Regions from separate parts of the Mus musculus genome. Here region 2 is linked to region 1. A link is a contact called in public HiChIP or PLAC-seq data. All regions are on one chromosome and are shown on one strand. The core of a region is the stretch at or near the end of the contact, and the rest is flanking DNA. Distances in the headings are between cores, read along the strand shown. Region 1 overlaps Cd244a (CD244 molecule A). Region 2 has its middle 39 kb from the start of Gm37065.

Region 1 (3,612 bases), core at 482-2,981:
GCTTAACTCAACCTACCCAGCCCACTCAATATTATCCTGACCACCCAACCCAACCCTTCAAACCTAAGCCAACCTAACCTACTCAACCCACCCAACCCAATCCTATACACTCAACCCATTTCATCAAATCCAACCCAACCTACTCAGCCCAACCCAACCCAACCCTCAGAGTCTCTATCCTTAAATTTGCAGCAGAAAATACGCATAGCTTCTTACTTTGGGCTCAGGTTTCTACCATGCTAAGTTTGGCTTCATAAAGTGCATTTTCTTATCTTGTGGTCAGGTACGTCTCCTTTTTCTCAGAGGAGAGAAACACTGAGAAAGCACAAGGAGTCGGTTCTCAGAAGCTTTCCCTGGAACACACTTAGGTTCCCACAGGACTGGACCTGAAGTATTCCAGGTGCCACCTTCAGGCCTGGACTCTGCATGCAGGTCTCCCATCAGTCACTTTAGTCCTAAGGAAAATTGCATGGCTGTGGGCAGAGCTGGCTAGGAAGTGCAGCCCCATCATGATAGTGCCCTGAGCCACTAATCCACCCAGTAGCCTGTGCCTCTGAGCCTCCTTTCTTCAGTGACAGGCCCCCAAGTGAGTGTAGTTTCCAACTTCTTAGCAAGCAGCCAGATCAAAACACCCAGGAAGAATTCTTTGCCCCCAGAAGATTGCTGCTAAGAAAACCAGGAGTCCCTTCTGCAGGAATCCTGCAGGAATGCTAGGACCCCTCTGTGGAATTACAGTTCCGAATAGGATTAACTCAAAGTATAGATACTGAAGGAGAAAACTGAAGTAATAAGCTAACATTATAAAGTATCTCCCTGCCAATATATTTGCTTAAAAACTTGAAGTTACACAAAAGAGAATGCAGTGGAAGGGCCACTGTCACTGGGAAGTTCAAAGGAGAAGACTCTGCCTCTTCCAGCTACCCCTTAGGATTCTTTCCCATACCAAATGGAGCAGGGGAGGTTTAGAGAAGATGACCCTGGCTGATAGTTGCTTTTTAAGCCCTCTCTCTGCCTTTTATCAGGAGAAGCACACTTCTGCCAGGCAAGGTGACCATGGTTAACATCTGCCCCGGAAAATCATGTCTGGCCTATCTCAAGATACCTAAAAATATCTTTTCATCGGAAATGTCCCCAAAGAGCCAAACTTTCAGTTTCTGTTTCTGTAAATCACGTTTAATTGTTCCAAGTTTCTGGGACCTAAAAGAGTTTTGCAGGTTAAAGCTTGTGTAAAAATACAGTGTTATGGTTAGAAACTATATAAACTGTGAAGGATCTCTGACCAGAACCAGTTCCCCGTTGTGTGTTAGCCAGAACTGGTTCAACCCTATTATTCATGAACTTTTCTTCAAGTGGTGGGGAACAAAACTAAGTTCTTTATGGGCAGCAAATAATCAAACAGGAGTCAGGGAAGGCATAGTAACAGGAACATTGGGAGCCTCTGCCATCTTTGCTTCATCATTTCTGTAATTCTCTGATTGTAGGCAGGTTAATTAGTTTCTATGAGTTTCCAACTCTGTTAGGTAGCAGGAGTGATTGATAGTCAGAGGCATCTCACAAGATTCCTGTTAAGATCAAATGAGATAATGTTTATGAAAATCTCATTAGCAGGCACCTGTAATGTGAAATTCTTTACTGTTCTCTTCTTGTTGGGTGGATTACAGATCAGTATCCATGTCTAACACAGATGGTGAATGTAGAAGTTCAAAAAAGGAAGAAACAGGAAGGAAAAGTGGGAGGCTTATAGTAGTAGGTCTGTGGTGAATATTTGCTGAGTTAGAACAGTAGATAGATATAGCAGCTGCACTACAAGATGTTTTACAGGTACCAGATCGTGTAATTAGCTCTCAGAAGCAGGAAACATCTCCTTTGTTCAGGCAAGGTGAGTAAGCAGCACCAGTCTTCTGGAATTTATAAGTTGGACCAGTTTGTCACCCAACTGAGGAAGAGTGACAAGGGTGAGGAGTCCCTAGGATGTGAGCAGACAGGCCATTGAGAGAGGACAGTGGGTTCGGGATAGTTCCTGAAGTTAACATATGGGACAGTGGGTGCTCAGTCTTCCTAACGTCTGTGTCCCTCAGATTTCAGATTTCTGCCCTTTGGGGTGATCATCGTGATTCTAGTTACATTATTTCTCGGGGCCATCATTTGTTTCTGTGTGTGGACTAAGAAGAGGAAGCAGTTACGTAAGTAGAAGGCTCATGAACGGATGCTGTTGCTTGAGGTTTCAGGTGTAGTGGGTTGACCCTGTGTCTATAGACTATACTCTAAACACAGCATCTTCTTTTCCTGGGAGAGGTGTTGGGATATGTGTGAATACAGGTTGGGAAGGGCAACCAAAGTCTACAACCCCCTGTTCACACTATCTATGGTGGGCCGACTATATTTACAGCATGGTTCCCCAATATGTTGATTTATCTAAGGTGCTGGGTTTGGTCGGTGACTTCCTAGCTTGGTGGAGGATTTATATCATGGGTAATTGCTCTTGTGCTCTTTATGTATCTTGGCAAGAGCATTAACCTGCCTGTTTTCTAGAGCCATTTTAAAAATAGTGACCATTTTTGGTAGAGGTGTGAGTTGCAAAGTGGAATCCTGGGTAGGAAATCTTCTGAAGTTTTCTGAAGTTCTAGTATTTATTTTCTTCCTCACACAGAGTTCAGCCCTAAGGAACCTTTGACAATATATGAATATGTCAAGGACTCACGAGCCAGCAGGGATCAACAAGGATGCTCTAGGGCCTCTGGATCTCCCTCGGCTGTCCAGGAAGATGGGAGGGGACAAAGAGAATTGGACAGGCGTGTTTCTGAGGTGATGTTCAGCTCCCTTCTAGCTTTTCTTCTCCACCAGTTTCCTGGCTCTACCCAAAGAGGAAAAGGAGAAAAGAGAGAGAGCAGAGAAAATGGGAAATAGGCAGAAGGGGTCACATGGTGCTGTACTAGATCTGCCAAGGGGAGGAACTCAGTAGAAATCCATAGCAAAGGGCAGAGTGTGTCTACCACTGCCTTCCCTTATAGAAACCGTTCAGGGCCAGCTTTCCTTTGTGCATTATCCACAGCTGGTTCTACCCTATTATTTAAGAACTTTTTCAAAAAAAAAAAAAAGAAAGAAAGAAAAGAAAAGGAGTAGGAAAATGAGGGAGAGGATGGGGCAATATTAGAAGATATTTCTGGAGACAATTCACATTGGTTTAGACAGAAGAACAAAGCAACAATCTCCTGCTGACTTCTAGCTGCCAACAAGGGCCAGTGTTTCTCTGCTTTTCTGCTTCTTCTGGAGAGTTCAGCTACTGAACTCTCCTGGCCTTCCTGACCCCCATGAGAGCCTCACTTGGCACTATGTACGTGGGGGCATGCAAGATGCAATACTTCTATCTGTAATTCTCTGCTGAGCAGACATGAGGGGAGGGAAGAAGGAAGGGCCACGTGCTCTCTGACTTTGTTGGGGTCAGAGAACCCAGGTTCTCACTCTGCTCTGGAGTTAGATTGAGGGCAAGGGTAAGCCGACCATGAAGCCTGGATCTAGAGATGAGCCTTATGATGGCCACATCTTTAGAATAGTTGAACCCTCTGAATTTCAGTGCCCTAAAGAGGAAAGGTTCAGACCACAAGTCTGAAG
Region 2 (3,418 bases), core at 39-2,538, 380 kb after region 1:
CCCATATATTCCAGGCACTTTGCTCTTCCTGCTCAAACTCAAGCTCTCTCTCTTCTCCCTTCCAATCTCCCCTCCTCTTCCTCCCTCCCCTCCCCCACCTCTCCATTTGCTGTCTCTGTCTCTCCTTCACTTCTTTGTGTGTGTGTGTGTGTGTGTGTGTGTGTGTGTGTGTGTGTGTGTGTGTACACCCTTTCTTTCTCCTCTCCCCAGCCTCTCCCCAACCTCTTCCCATGACGACTTCCCTAGTCTCAGCCCTTGGTGCTACTGAACTGGCCCACGAGAAGTTTCCCAATAAACCTGCCTTTAATATAATCTAACCTGAATTGAATTGGCTCATTTCACTGGCAGCGAAATAACCCATCAAATTGCAACCTGTCTTTCCAGCTGCTTCGACAAAAACACTGGAATCCTCCTTTACCTCTTGCTCTTCCCACCCAATCTGTGCTCACACACTATTGCTTCTCCCTTCAAAGTAGACCTGCAATCAGCTGCTCCCCTGCCTCTCCCCTGCTGGTTCCCTGGTCCAGAACCCAACACCAGAACCAACATCAACAGACTGTGCTAGCGTCCTGCTGGGTCACTCTGGTTCTTGTGTTATTCTTCACAAGTTCCCCTCAATAGAACCTAACTCTCTACTCCATCCCTCCTGGTGCTTCTTAGCTCAATAAAAGCTAGAGTCATTAAAACGGTCCCTAAGCCTAACACTTCATGGTCTGTAATGGTCCGTAAGCCTAAGACTTGACCCCTCCTGATTGCTTGTCTGTCCTCACCTGCTACTTTCCTCCTAGACTTCAGCTTCATCCTCACCGACTCCCTTGTCATTCTTCATATACGATAAGTACACTCTTATCTCTGAAGTCTCCAGTTCCCCTCCCTAGATGGTCTTCCAGATATACACATCATCTGCTTTTCCCCTCACATCTTTTAGAGATGAACAAAATCATATGGTTGGAGACTTACACATTTGGGAAGCATTTTCATTTGAGTGGAAGCTGGAGCCAGGGTACTGCTGAGACTGTGCAAATACCGTGTGGTGTGGGGAAAGCTGATCACATAACAAGAGCCCTAGGTAAGAGCATTAGTGGCAGGGAACCCAACAGGAAGAGAAACAGGAATTGATAGAAGTTAGGAGAACTGGAAGAACCTAGCCTCACAGAATTCAAGGAAGGGGAGAGTTGCAAGAAATAAAAGATGTGTCAGCAAATTCTCCAGAAAAGTAATATATGAGTCTGGAGAGAAAGGAGGAAGTCGGCAGGGAGCATCTACTCTCACTGTAGCTGGAAAGCAAGGACTTGAGAAATGACAGGAAGAGGTGGAAGTGAAGTGGAAACTGAAACTGGAGACCATTTTCTCAGAAGCTGAGCTCAGCAGAGAACACACACCTGTCTTTCTCTAGGAGAGAGCACATGTTAGCAATGAGGGGCTGCAAACACACGTGAAGAAGGGGGTTGTTGGGGGATTGCTATCTTTTGTGATATCAGACTCAAAATACAAATTTGAGGGTCTTGATAAACAGTTTGGTGGACCCAAGTACGATTCTAGCACGTTGGGCAGTTCAAATCCACCTGCAACTTCAGATCCAGGGGAATCCAACACCATCTTCTGGATTCTGCAGGTACCGCACACATAGCATTCTCTCTCTCTCTCTCTCTCTCTCTCTCTCTCTCTCTCTCTCTCTCTCTGTGTCTGTCTGTCTGTCTCTGTCTCTCTCTTTTTCTCTCCCTCCCTCCCTTCCCTCTTCTCTCTCTCTCACCCACACATACGCAAATAAAAATAAATCTTAAAATACAAATTTAGAAGGTGGGCAAGATAGCTCAACAGATAAAGTCGTTTGTTGCCAAGCCTGAACACCTATGTTTGATCCCCAGGACCTCTCACAGTGGAAAGAGAGTACCAACTTCTGCAAGTTGTCCTCTGAACTCTACAAGCATGCTATGGCTTGCATACATGCACATACATACGTAGTAGATAAATACATACATACAAATAAGTAAACAAATAAACATTTTAAATACATATTTGAGTAAGTATAAACTAAGAGTTGAAGGTACAGGAAAAAACATATTTAGAAGAAGGAATAATTGATGTGGCTAAGTCCTGCAAAGAGGTTTCAATAAATGTCCAGCTAATACTAATGGTATGCTTGCTACCACATGATATCAAATGTTAGGGTACAAAAAGTAAAATCAACATAAAGTAGTGTGTGGCATAATGGATGTGGATGAGGTAAATACTACAACTATGGGTCTTGGGAATAAGATGGGAAGTTGAGGAATTTCATATATGATGGCCTCAATTTTCTCAGCAGACTGCAGTCAGCTGAGAGTGGAGAGGCTCTAAGGAACAGACTTACAGAAAATAGTTGAAGTTAAATATTCACAATAGGACTGTCCAGATGGCTCTTAGCAAAGACACTTGCTGCAAAGCCCAATATCCTGAGCTCCATCCATCCCCAGAACACACATGGTAGGAGAGAACTGACTCTTGAAAGTTGTCTTCTGACCTCCATATGTGTGTTATGAACATATGTATGATATGGGCATCACACACAAATAAATAAATACATACATATATACATACATATACACATACATACATAATAAACAAAATTTAAAATGATTTTAAAAGATTTACAGTAAGTAAGAGAGGGAAACAATAAAACCAAGAATAGTCCTATGTGCCTGAATGATATTAACTGCCACTAATTTGTAGAAGCTCCATTGTCCCCAAGTTTGTGTCCTTTAGCTAATGCTCTTCATTACAATATGGAACGATCTGTACAAGTCCTAGTACCTGATGGCTTGTAAGTGAAGGGAAGAGATATAATCCAAGTTGCTTACTTGGGTTCTAACATTTCTCCCTCTTTTCCCCTTTGCCAACCTCTATCTAACAAGGGGACTGTACAAATTGAAATATTCCACCCCCAGCTTCTCTGCAGCTGGAAGAAGCCACATGATGTGCTTCTGGCCAATAAGACATACCATAGGTCTGAAACTCGCTGTGACCTGCATAGCTTTGGATTTGGCCTGACTGGCATGCTAAGGGCATGAGGAAGAACAGACAGACACATATAGGGATGCTAGGATTGCATGAGCCAGGCACTCTCTGCTGGAGACCGACCAGCAGCAACCTGGAACTCAGCACATTCTTTATGTATGGCTGAAACAAGGAGGTGGGTTTATTATATATGGTTGATGAGGAGGTGGGTTAGCCCATCTCTGTAGAGGGATGAGCTGTCATGGGCTGTAGTTATCTGGGAAGAGGGAGCTGTGGTGAATGCTTTCTGCAGGCTACTTCAACATGCAAACCCAGACAAGGAGAAGGCCTTGCCATTTCCATGGGTCTGAGGCACTGGGGTTCTTGGCTTGGCTGAGCCTAGTCAACAATACACATTCACTCAGGATTCCACCCATTTCAC

The links. HiChIP or PLAC-seq counts read pairs in DNA pulled down with a chosen protein or histone mark.
Region 2: a contact with region 1 is called in an H3K27ac HiChIP or PLAC-seq map of microglia, with 6 times the contacts expected there. The contact joins two enhancer-like sites. A contact is called at or near these places in 1 of 39 promoter capture datasets (hippocampal neurons), 1 of 484 Hi-C or Micro-C datasets (nephron progenitors), 1 of 115 datasets of contacts at active chromatin or transcription factors (microglia) and 3 of 9 other capture datasets (adipose tissue, embryonic stem cells and liver).

What each region holds. Positions count from the first base shown.
Region 1 is chr1:171,575,165-171,578,776 of GRCm38.p6, forward strand. It overlaps Cd244a (CD244 molecule A), which reads left to right. Exons shown (of 9, transcript NM_018729.2): 4 at 2,079-2,183; 5 at 2,651-2,805. Among named protein-coding and RNA genes, the nearest start is that of Gm35200, 15 kb to the left of the region's middle. Within about 2 kb of position 1,732, at least 13 of the 459 cell types and tissues checked have an H3K27ac peak or open chromatin away from gene starts, as enhancers often do. A contact at or near this core is called in microglia, where this site is marked.
Region 2 is chr1:171,956,308-171,959,725 of GRCm38.p6, forward strand. No RefSeq gene overlaps it. Among named protein-coding and RNA genes, the nearest start is that of Gm37065, 39 kb to the left of the region's middle. Within about 2 kb of position 1,289, at least 29 of the 459 cell types and tissues checked have an H3K27ac peak or open chromatin away from gene starts, as enhancers often do. A contact at or near this core is called in microglia, where this site is marked.